2 separate regions of the Sus scrofa genome follow, and region 2 is linked to region 1. Evidence: chromatin contacts called from public Hi-C data. All regions are on one chromosome and are shown on one strand. The core of a region is the stretch at or near the end of the contact, and the rest is flanking DNA. Distances in the headings are between cores, read along the strand shown. Region 1 holds the start of LOC106507123 (collagen alpha-2(I) chain-like). Region 2 overlaps MAPKAP1 (target of rapamycin complex 2 subunit MAPKAP1).

Region 1 (5,188 bases), core at 288-2,787:
TCTCCTTTTATAGCTGAGGGAAGAGAGGCTCAGAAGGGTTAAGTCACCTGCCAGAAGTCACACAGCAGGGCTGGGACTCCAGCCCAGGCTTGTCAAGCGCCCAAGCCCATTCCCTTAACTACCAAGGTATAGAAGGGAACTAGCCGAGTTCCCTCAAGCTTCTAAGCCTGAAATATCCTGTCTACCTTCCACTGGCAAACTCCTATGCACCCTTTAAAGCCCACTTGATGTCACTTCCTTGGGAATCCTTCCTGACTGACCCCTCCCATGCCCAGTCTTTTCTTCCCCAAGCCCCAGCCGAGCCCTCATCTCAGCTCTGATTTCTAGGTGCCCTTGTCTGTGCCAGTATCTGTCTCCTCCACTTTATCCCTCCTCCCAGATGGAGAAGTCCAGCTGAACTGATCCTGCAGAGTGGGGACTGCAGGCCTGAAGCACAGCTGGCTCAGATCCTGAAACCTGAACTCTTTTCTTGCCTGGGGTATTGAGCAGTCTAGACCACAGCTGCTCTGTGTGATCCTGAGCAAGACCCTGTATCTCTGTGGACTCAGTTAGCCCGTCTGTAAAATGGGAGGGTCAGCCTGGCAGCATCTGACACTTGGGAACTCTGAGGACCAGGCTTGGGCTAGAGCCTTACACCATGTAACCAATGCGATTGTGACTTTTGGGATGTATGTGCGAGGGAGTGGCCACTCCCCAGGGCTTTCACACGGAAAGGCCAGTGCGGATGCCCAGCTCAGCCTGGATTCCACATGGTGGCTGTAGACCGGGCCAGCAGGAGCTCTGAAGTGAGTCTCAAGTTGGGGCTGGAACCTCAGCTCTGCCACTCACCTGCCTGAGAGCTCCGGCAAGCCTCCTGACCTGAGATTCAGGGTCTTGCTCAGGATCACACAGAGCAGCTGTGGTCTAGGCTGCTCAATACCCCAGGCAGGAAAAGAGTTCAGGTTCCAGGATCTGACCCAGCTGTGCTTCAGGCCTGCAGTCCCCACTCTGCAGGATCAGTTCAGCTGGACCTCTCCATCTGGGAGGAGGGATAAAGTGGAGGAGACAGATACTGGCACAGACAATGGCACCTAGAAATCAGAGCTGAGATGAGGGCTCTGAGGATTAGAGGAGAGGTGAACAGGGCCTCAAAACGCTTCTGGGTGCAAAAACCGTCAGGTGTGATGATCCCACTGGCACAGTAGGATGTGGTAGAGGGGTTCTAAAGCCTCTCATTCGACACAGACAACCAGGCTGACTCAAAGAGACCAGGTCAGAGCGAAGGGGTCTGCATGGGTCTTGGTTTCTGGAGCCCAAGGTGGGCAATGAGGCTGGGTCTCCGAGGGGCTTTTTCCTGGTGTGATGTTTCTAAGACTCCAGGGCAGTGTTAAATGGGTGGGAGCAGTTCCTGAGGACAGACGGTGCGGTGTGGGTGGGGGCTCAGAGGAGGGCTGGGGGCTGCAGCCTCATCGCTGATGTGGCTGGCGATGCCGGGAGGGAACCAGCATGCTCAGTGGCCTGGGAGGTGGCAGGCGGGGTTCAGGGGTCCCCCTTCTACATGCCCCGGAGTCAAGGTCCCGACTTGGTTTCCCTCCTTCCCGGCTGCGGGCCGAGCCTCGGTTTCCCCCTCCGTCAAATGAGGACGCAACCTCTGGTGGGGGCCGCGGGCAGGGCGGGCCTGGGAGGTCGCAGCCACGGGGCTCTGGCCGGGCTCCCGGGACCCGCGCGCGGTGGCACCTCCCGCCCTTTCCATCCGGCCGCTCCGGGAGGGGCGACGGGACCTAAAGGATGTCGCCGCGACAGTAGCCCCCACGCGCGCCCGGGAGAGGAGGAGACACCCACCTCGGCGCCCCTCGGCGCCCGGGCCGAAGCCCGCGCAGTGCGGACCGCAGGTGGCGCCACGAGGCCGCGGTTGGGCCTCCCTGGCGGCTCCCTGTCCAGCCGAGGGGCGGCGCGGAGCGGGAGGGCGCGGGCCTCTGGGCCCATCTCGGGCCGCGTGCCCGCACCGCCGCCGTCGGGCCGCCGGGCCACGGAGATCCTCGCGGGTGTTTGGGGCGCTTCGGTCGCACCCCGGCCGACAGAGGCCGAGGCCCGGATGGACGCGCGGGCAGCAGACCCTCCGACCCTCGGGCGGCCGGACCCGCTCCTCTCCCGGTACACAGTCCCTCCGCAGGGCCTCGGCGACGAAGGCTCCAGAAACGCCGGCCTCTGCCCCCCGGGCTTTCCCGCCGCGTGTACCCCGCTCTGCGTGACCGCGGAACTGGGTGTCACCTTGTGCGGGTCCACCGCGTGTGGCTGTGGCCCGGGCGGGGAACAGGCCCGTGACCGGGCTGTGAGCGAGTGCGCGGGGTTCCCTGCGGACGCTTCCTTTGTTTCCGCCCGTCCTCCCTGCGGGCCTGGTGGGGTGAGCAGCGGGGTGAGCAGCGGGTCCCAGGCCGAGGGTTGACAAGGGCTGGCCGATGAAGAGGGGGGGCGTCGCTTCCTCCCCCTCCCACCTCCAGATGCCGTGGCTCCTTCCCCGGGGGCAAGACTTGAATGGAGTAGGTCAGGAGCTCTGCTGGAAGGATGCAGAGCCTTGCGCGCGCGCGGGGGGGGGGGGGCGGGCAGGGGCGGGGGGGGGCGTAGTGTTATTGTCGGAATTTTTTTGGGTTTTGCTTTTTAGGGCTGCACCCCCGGCACATGGAACTTCCCAGGCTAGGGGTATCGGAGCTACAGCTGCCGGCCTATGCCACAGCCACAGCAACGTGCCATCCGAACTGCATCTGTGACCTACACCACACAGCTCACAGGCAACACCAGGTTCTTAAACCACTGAGAGAGAGGCCAGGGATTGAACCCACGTCCTTATGGGTACTAGTCCGGTTCCTTACTATGGAGCCATGAGGGGAACTCCCTGGAGAAACCTTTTGATCTCCAGGGCTTCCTTGACTCCAAGCCCCCCGCCTCCCCAGTGCTACCCCCCCCACCACTCCAAGCCTCACACAGCGATGCCCTGGGGCCGACTGGAAGGTTAGGAGTGGGATGGATTTGCCCCAAACCAGCAACAGGAGAGTTCCCGCTGTGGATCTGCAGATTAAGAACACGACTAGTATCCATGAGGATGTGAGTTCCATCTGCCGCCTAGCTCAGTGGGTTAAAGATCTGGCAACAGCTGCAGCTCAGTTCAACGCCAAGCCTGGGAACCTCCATATGCCGCAGGTGCGGCCCTAAAAAGAAAACAAAACAAAAAAACAAGAGAGGGCCTTGGACGTGGTGAGCCATCTCTGTCCTGAGGGGTTTTTTTTTTGTTTGTTTGTTTTTTGGGTCTTTCTTATAGCTGCAGCCATGGCATCTGGAAGTTCCCAGGCTAGGGGTTAAATAGACGCTGTAGCCACTGGCCTACGCCACAGCCACAGCAAAGCAGCATCTGAGCCGCATCTATGACCCACACCACAGCTCACGGTAACGCTGGATCCTTAACCCACTGAGCGAGGCCAGGGATCGAACCTGCAACCTCATGGATGCCTGTCAGATTCGTTTCTGCTGAGCCACGACGGGAACTCCTGTCCCAAGGTTTTTAAGCCCTGGGACTTTAGGTCCTTCCCAGCTCATTTCCAGAATCTGCACAGATCCTTTTAAGAAGCAGTTGCCCTGAGCCTGGCTCTGCCCTGGGAGGGTGGGGGTGGGAAAGAGTTTAGAGATGAAGGAAGCCCCGCCCTGGTCAGGTGTATCTAGTCCAGCAGAGCAGATAGGACGTGTTTTGGTGGCTGCACATGTGGGAGGGATGCGGTCAGAGGAAGAAGTGGAAAGTGGGATGGCCTTTCAGGAGCCAGGATTTGGAGGACATTGGTGCCAGAAAAAAAAAAAAAGGAAGTTTAGACTTTTTCTCCCAGGGACCAGAAGAATCATCCCCACCCACTTCCCCACCCAGCATGCCCTGCCCCCATCCCAATACACACAGACACACACACGCACACATGCACGCACACACTGGTTCAGAACAAGGGATGGGGCATGCTGTGTGATTGGGGAGGGTTGCTTAACCTCTCTGTGAAATAGCCCTTGTGGTAGCCTGATTTTGTGGTCCCACAGTATTTCCCCCTTCCCTTCTGGCATCAAACCCAGCACCCGCTATGGAGTACAGGGAAGAAAACCCCATCCTGGCCTGACCAATCAGAGTTGTCCATCTGATTCAGAGATGGGCATGGGACCCTCTCCTGGCCAGAGGCTTTCCTGCTGGATGGGCTGCAGAAACTGTTACGACCTTTCCTTTCCTTGACGTTTGAACCCAAACCCCTTGTTGACTTTAGATGTTTTGCATTTTTGCTTTCCTGCAATTGGGAAAGTCCTGAACAGCCCAGAAATACAAACATTGCTTCTTTGTGCACAGGTTGGCTCAATGCACCACCACTGCGTGGAGCGCCATTCCCGGCAGGAGGCCAGTCGGGCAGGGACAAGAGCTGAGGTCCCAGTCAGACAGCCCTCAGGGCCTCATCTCTTCGGCTCTTCTTGGAGTGACTCTGGACATGTCACAGCCCGCTCTGAGCCTTCGTTTCCTGTGCGTAGAAAGGGGCAGGTAGTTCCCATCTCAAAGCAGCTGCAAAGGACTGAGTCAAAGCAGCCCGGCTGGAGGGGCAGGACCGGCTGTCCCGGGAGCATCGCATCAAGGGAGAAGCAGGTGCATAGGTGACCAGGGCTCAGAAGAGGGGAGGGGCTGGGGGTGGGGGGTGGGTCCAGGCTCCCTGAATAGGGAGGGCAGGGGCCTGGGCAGCGTGGTGATGAGGGGCTGCGGGAGTGAAGGGGGGGCGGCAGCGGTGGAGGCCGGGAATCCCTACGTCTGCCTTTTCCAGATCGAGGGTTGGGGCAGCAGTTTCCCAAGGACAAGGGGACAAAGAACCCAGGAGGATCCAGCAGGAGAGGGGGAAGAGGCAGAGGAACTGCTGGCTGGACCCAGGTCAGGGGAGCTGCCTCTGCAGCTGCAGAGAGCTCTGGGCCTCAGATACCCCCAGCCCCACCAGACCCTCCCCAGTGACCATGCTGGCTGGTCACGTCATGAAGTCTTCTGGTCGTTTCTGCCTCCTCCTTCTCTGTCTCTGGCCACTGGCTGCCTCCTCCTGCCCTCACAGCCTCAGTTTCTTTGTTTCTTATTAACTCAACACAGAACAGCCGGGCAGCCCTTAAACGCAAATGTGGTCGTGAACCTCCCCAGCTTAAAATCCCCCGGGGAGTC
Region 2 (5,129 bases), core at 1,125-3,624, 130 kb after region 1:
TAAGCACTCTTAACTGACTTCTGATCTAGGAGGATTCTGTCTATTTGACTGATTTTGACTTTTCTTCCCTAAAAGCCCTCTTCCCCTGGCGCTTCACCCCCAGACTAGGATCCTAGTGTAAAATATTAATGTCAATACATGCAATGCACTGATGTCACCGCAGTTGCTTTATTTTTTAAGATTAAATTTATTTATTTGAACTAACCCCCCCACCCCTGCAAAATCAGTTTTCCCATTTCTCTCCACAGTTGTTTTTGTCACTGTCATTTTTGAACTCAATTTTGTTTCACAAATTCTGACTGATTTTGCCCACGCCGGGGGAGGGAGAGGATGGACAAAGCAAGTTCCTCTCCTGCCCCCTCCCAGACCTCATTCTCCCGGTCCTACTACATCTAAAGGCCCAGCAGACTTTTGCTTGGTCATTGCTGGCCAGGAGCACTTCTTCAGCTGAGATCCAGCTCTTAACGAGTATTAGCATGCCCCCTGCCCCAATACCTCTGTTCCGCTTCTTCCCTCCCATACTCCTGATATCCGAACAACTTAATGCTTAGGCTCAGAGTAGCTAGCAAGTCAGCAAGTTAGGGACTCCTGTTTAGATACACATTTGTTCTGTCCAAAATCAATCAACAACAATTGATATCTTAGAAATCCACTAGCTGATCTGGTAAAGGAGGCAGGTTCCATTAACAGGGCCTAATTTGCACTTTGTTAGGGGAAGGAGAATGGATTACTCTAATAGCAACTCTATTTCCAGGGGTTTCCTGGGGCCCAAGGGTCTGGGAAGGAGAGACCAGTCTAGCTCTGACTCAGTAAGAGCATCACAAGGCATCCAGGTCCACATTCTTTCCCACAGAATACTTAGCTAATTAGGGATTCATTTATGTTAACTAGCTCCTTCTTTTAAATGTAAATCATTATATGACATAATAAGTCATCACCTCTGCATGATGGAACAAAGGGAAATTCTGAAATATTCTTTTACATGAAGAAACATTTCTCTATAGTGGACATGCATTAATTGTATAATAAAAAAAAACCCAAAGGAGTTCCCTGGTGGCCTAGTGTTTAAGGACTCGGCATTGTCACTGCTGTGGCCTGGGTTTGATCCTTGGCCCCGGAACTTCTGCATGCTGTGGGTGTAGCCGAAAAAAAAAAAAAAAATAACCCAAAGAAAGGTTAAACCCCATACACACTTTAGTGTGAATTATTCAGACTGATAAATCTCTGACAAAAATAACAACTATGGGAGTTCCCGTCATGGCGCAGTGGTTAACGAATCTGACTAGGAACCATGAGGTTGTGGGTTCGATCCCTGGCCTTGCTCCGTGGGTTAAGGATCTGGCATTGCTGTGAGCTGTGGTGTAGGTGGCAGGTGCAGTTCGGATCCCGCGTTGCTGTGGCTCTGGCACAGGCCAGCGGCTACAGCTCCAATTCAACCCCTAGCCTGGGAACCACCATATGCCGTGGGAGCAGCCCAAGAAAATGGCAAAAAGACAAAAAAAAAAAAAAAAAAGAAAGAAAGAAAGAAAGAAAAGTGATGGGAGAAGTGTGCGCAAGACTTTTTATGGAACAGACTTGCTGATCCCTGAAGAATTCATGTCTGCAGTGTGCAAGTCACATCATGCATAGGTATCAATCAGGCAGAGAGCCCACCCATGTACAGACTCACTGACAACAGCAAAAAATGAGATGACCAATCATTCTGGTTCATTCAGAACTGAACAGATGCTCCTGAACTTGGGACTTTGAATTTTGAAACAGGCAAAGTTGTGGGCAAACTGGAATAAACTAGCAGAAATGTCCTTTACTTTTGCAAGAAAAAAACATTTACAATTTGGGGGTGGGAGTGTGTGTGCACTATAAATAAATTAGCTCATTAAAATAATGGACTAATACCTAAATATACATTCATTGTTTAAAATAACAAATTAATAATATGGTAATCTGATGTTTCATATGAAAATAAGAAAATTCAAATTGACAAGTAAAACATTTAACTCCCATTAACTCCAACATCATTGATGTAATTTCAGCGAAACATCATCTGTTGCATTAAAGTTGTTAATTTGTATTTTATTAATGTTATGGTTTTATTTGCATTTAATTTGTAATTGTATTTGGGTTGCATAAAGACATGGAATTTATAGCTAGAATTTTACATTTGTATATATTTAAGTAACATTATATTCAAACAGATTTGGGCAAACATTGAAGTTTTAGGAAAATTAATTTTCCTTTAAAAGAAGTCTATCCATTACTTATATTTAAGAACATTCCTCACCACAATTCCATTAAGTAGTGATTACCATCCTCACTGTACAGATGAGGAAACTGAAACTACAGCCATGGTGCAAGTCACTAGTAAAGCTGAACCTTGAACCCAGGTTAGCCTAAGTTCAAACTCTGTGCTGCCTCGTTTGGAGTAGGGAACAGCTGTATATTGGAGCTTCTGGGGTTTTTGTTTTTGTCTTTGTCTTTTCTAGAGCCGAACCTACGGCACATGGAGGTTCCCAGGCATAGAGGTCTAATTGGAGCTGCAGCTGCCAGCCTACGCCACAGCCACGGCAACGCCAGATCCGAGCCACGTCTGTGACCTATACCACAGCTCACGGCAACGCGGGATCCTTAACCCACTGAGCGAGGCCAGGGATCGAACCTGCATCTTCATGGATACTAGTCAGATTTGTTTTTGCTGAGTTACAACAGCAACTCCAGGAGCCTCTGGTTGAATGGAATGAGGGACTCTGAAAAACAGAAGGCAACCTGGGGCTTCATGGCATTCAGAAGACAGAAACAGGGCTGTAGAAGTGGTTAAGCAAGTTCAGAAAGCAAGGTGGGACAGAAAGCTTGGCCAAGGGTCCCCCAAGCAGCCCATAGACAGCATAAGCTTCGTTTATTCTTCCTTTTCAAGGAAGCCCTGTGCTAGATGCTAAGGATACAGAGACACAGGAGACTACTCTTCCTGTCTTCAAGGAGTTTATGTCTTGCTACTGGCTTGACGGCTGTCTGCCCCTAAGAGGGCTAATGGGAAAGTCTGCACATCTCCAATATGCGCCCCTGCCATGCTCAGCCAAAGTTATTCTGGTTCAGCCTTTACCCTGTTACTCTATTGACTTCATTACTATTATAGTAAGAGCTATGCTGGGGATTGTGGGCACTAATGATCCAGTTCTTGTCCTCAAAGCATTTTTATTAGTAACAACAATTGCAGCAAACACTTAGATAATGCTTATTTAGGCCAGGCACTGTTCTAAAGTGTTTTACACGTATTAACTCATTCAATCCTCACAACGGCTCTAGAGGTAGGTACTATTTATCATTACCATCATTTAACTGAACCATAGAAAAGTTACGTAATTAATCTGAGCTCTCACACCCACTAATAAGGGTAAGGTCAGAATCAGCACCCAAGCAGTCTGGCTCCAGAGGCCACCATGCTCCTGCCCATTACACTATAGCAGTAGCTGGACTTTGGCCTTAAGATAACAGGATTCACTTGAAGGACTAGTCCAATGCTAGATTCCCCTACCCACATCCCAACCACCAGCAGGGTGTTGGAAAGAGCATGGACTTTGAAGTCAGGCTTGGGGTCCAATCCAAGCCTGAGAGTAATATATCCCAGCCTCCCTTTTCACATCTCTAAAATGGTCATAATAAAACCTGGGCTATTTTCAGGTTAAATGAAATAATATATACATAGTTGGTCCTAGTAAATATTAACTCACTTCCCATTGTTAAACCTCGCTCCCTTTCCCTGGTGCAGTGTAGTGTCTAGTCAGCCACTCCCTGCCAGTTCTCCACTGGGAGAAAGGTGCAAGGAGAAGAGGGGAGAAATGAAGGGAGGGAGCCATGGTTTCACTTGTTTGGGTGGCACTTCACTCTCTGAAACTTTGACTACGTCCCTGGAGACTCCTGAAGGTCTGGTCTGTCCTGTGTTTGCAGAAAGTAATTTCTAGCTTGGAATGTAGACCAGAAAGGTGAATGGAAGATCGCTGAGTCAAGAAAATACACACAGGACAAATGGTCAGTAATCTGTACTATTTCATCAGGCAACTGAGAAAAAAGAAGAAAGAGAAAATGACACTTTTGTTCTAAACGCTCACATATAAAAATTTTATTTGACCATATGTTTTCAGAAATACTCCCGACGTGTTGAATAAACTCCTGAACTTTAGAACAGAAAAAGGACTGACTGGGGTATGTGCGTTTGGGAGTGGGAGTGGGAGTGGGAGTGGGAGTGCAGGGATGGGAGTGATTCAGGAAAAGTGAAAAGAGAATGAAGGTTAAAGCAGTTGTTTTCCCAGTCTCTCTTTGCTTCCTCTGAAAGGTAAGGTTCATAATGAGATTCTGTGTAGTCTTAGATGCTTCTTCTGGGAAAGTATATCTATCCCACCCCTAAACCTGTTCTATGGAACATCACTGATTTTAAAGCTCTTTTAAAAAAGACTTTCGGGGGAGTTCCCGTCGTATCGCAGTGGTTAACGAATCCGACTAGGAACCATGAGGTTGCGGGTTCGGTCCCTGCCCTTGCTCAGTGGGTTAAGGATCCGGCGTTGCCGTGAGCTGTGGTGTAGGTTGCAGATACGGCTTGGATCCCGCATTGCTGTGGCTGTGGCGTAGGCTGGCAGCTGTAGCTCCGATTCGACCCCTAGCCTGGGAACCTCCATATGCCGTGGGAATGGCCCAAGAAATGGCAAAAAGACCAAAAAAAAAAAAAAAAAAAAAAAAAAAAACTTTCGGGTCAACAGACTGCAATGATCATATGCTAATATCCACGAAGAAAAATTATGTGCTAATGAGATCTAGTCTTCCAGTGACTTGTTAGAAGACAATAAAATTCCAGGCAGAAACTACTGAAATTCCACAAAATACATCTTTCAAAGTAATAAAAAAAAACCAAAAAACAAACAAAAAACCCTCCCACAAAAACACTTGCAAATGACACATTGTGATGATAAGACTGAAAAGATGGTTTCATGTATTCTGTTGGTAGCACTATAACAGACACATCTACTGAAGGCTATATATGTCAATACAAAATGAGAGTCTAAAGATGTTTCTACTCTGACCAATAACCCTTCTCACAGGAAATATCTTAAGGAATTTCATCAACAGAAATAAAAAGGATA

The links. A called contact is a pair of places that touch in the nucleus more often than the background predicts.
Region 2: a Hi-C map of liver shows a contact between it and region 1, with 2.5 times the contacts expected there. The contact joins the enhancer-like site here to the promoter of LOC106507123 in region 1. A contact is called at or near these places in 4 of 47 Hi-C or Micro-C datasets (embryonic fibroblasts, heart right ventricle, liver and 1 more).

What each region holds. Positions count from the first base shown.
Region 1 is chr1:266,073,150-266,078,337 of Sscrofa11.1, forward strand. LOC106507123 (collagen alpha-2(I) chain-like) reads left to right here and starts at 1,538. Exons shown (of 4, transcript XM_021085471.1): 1 at 1,538-1,858; 2 at 1,921-2,133; 3 at 4,349-4,636; 4 at 4,809-5,188. The coding sequence starts at 1,538.
Region 2 is chr1:266,198,392-266,203,520 of Sscrofa11.1, forward strand. All of the region lies in intron 6 of MAPKAP1 (target of rapamycin complex 2 subunit MAPKAP1), which reads right to left. Among named protein-coding and RNA genes, the nearest start is that of MAPKAP1, 150 kb to the right of the region's middle. Within about 2 kb of position 2,375, at least 6 of the 83 cell types and tissues checked have an H3K27ac peak or open chromatin away from gene starts, as enhancers often do. A contact at or near this core is called in liver, where this site is marked.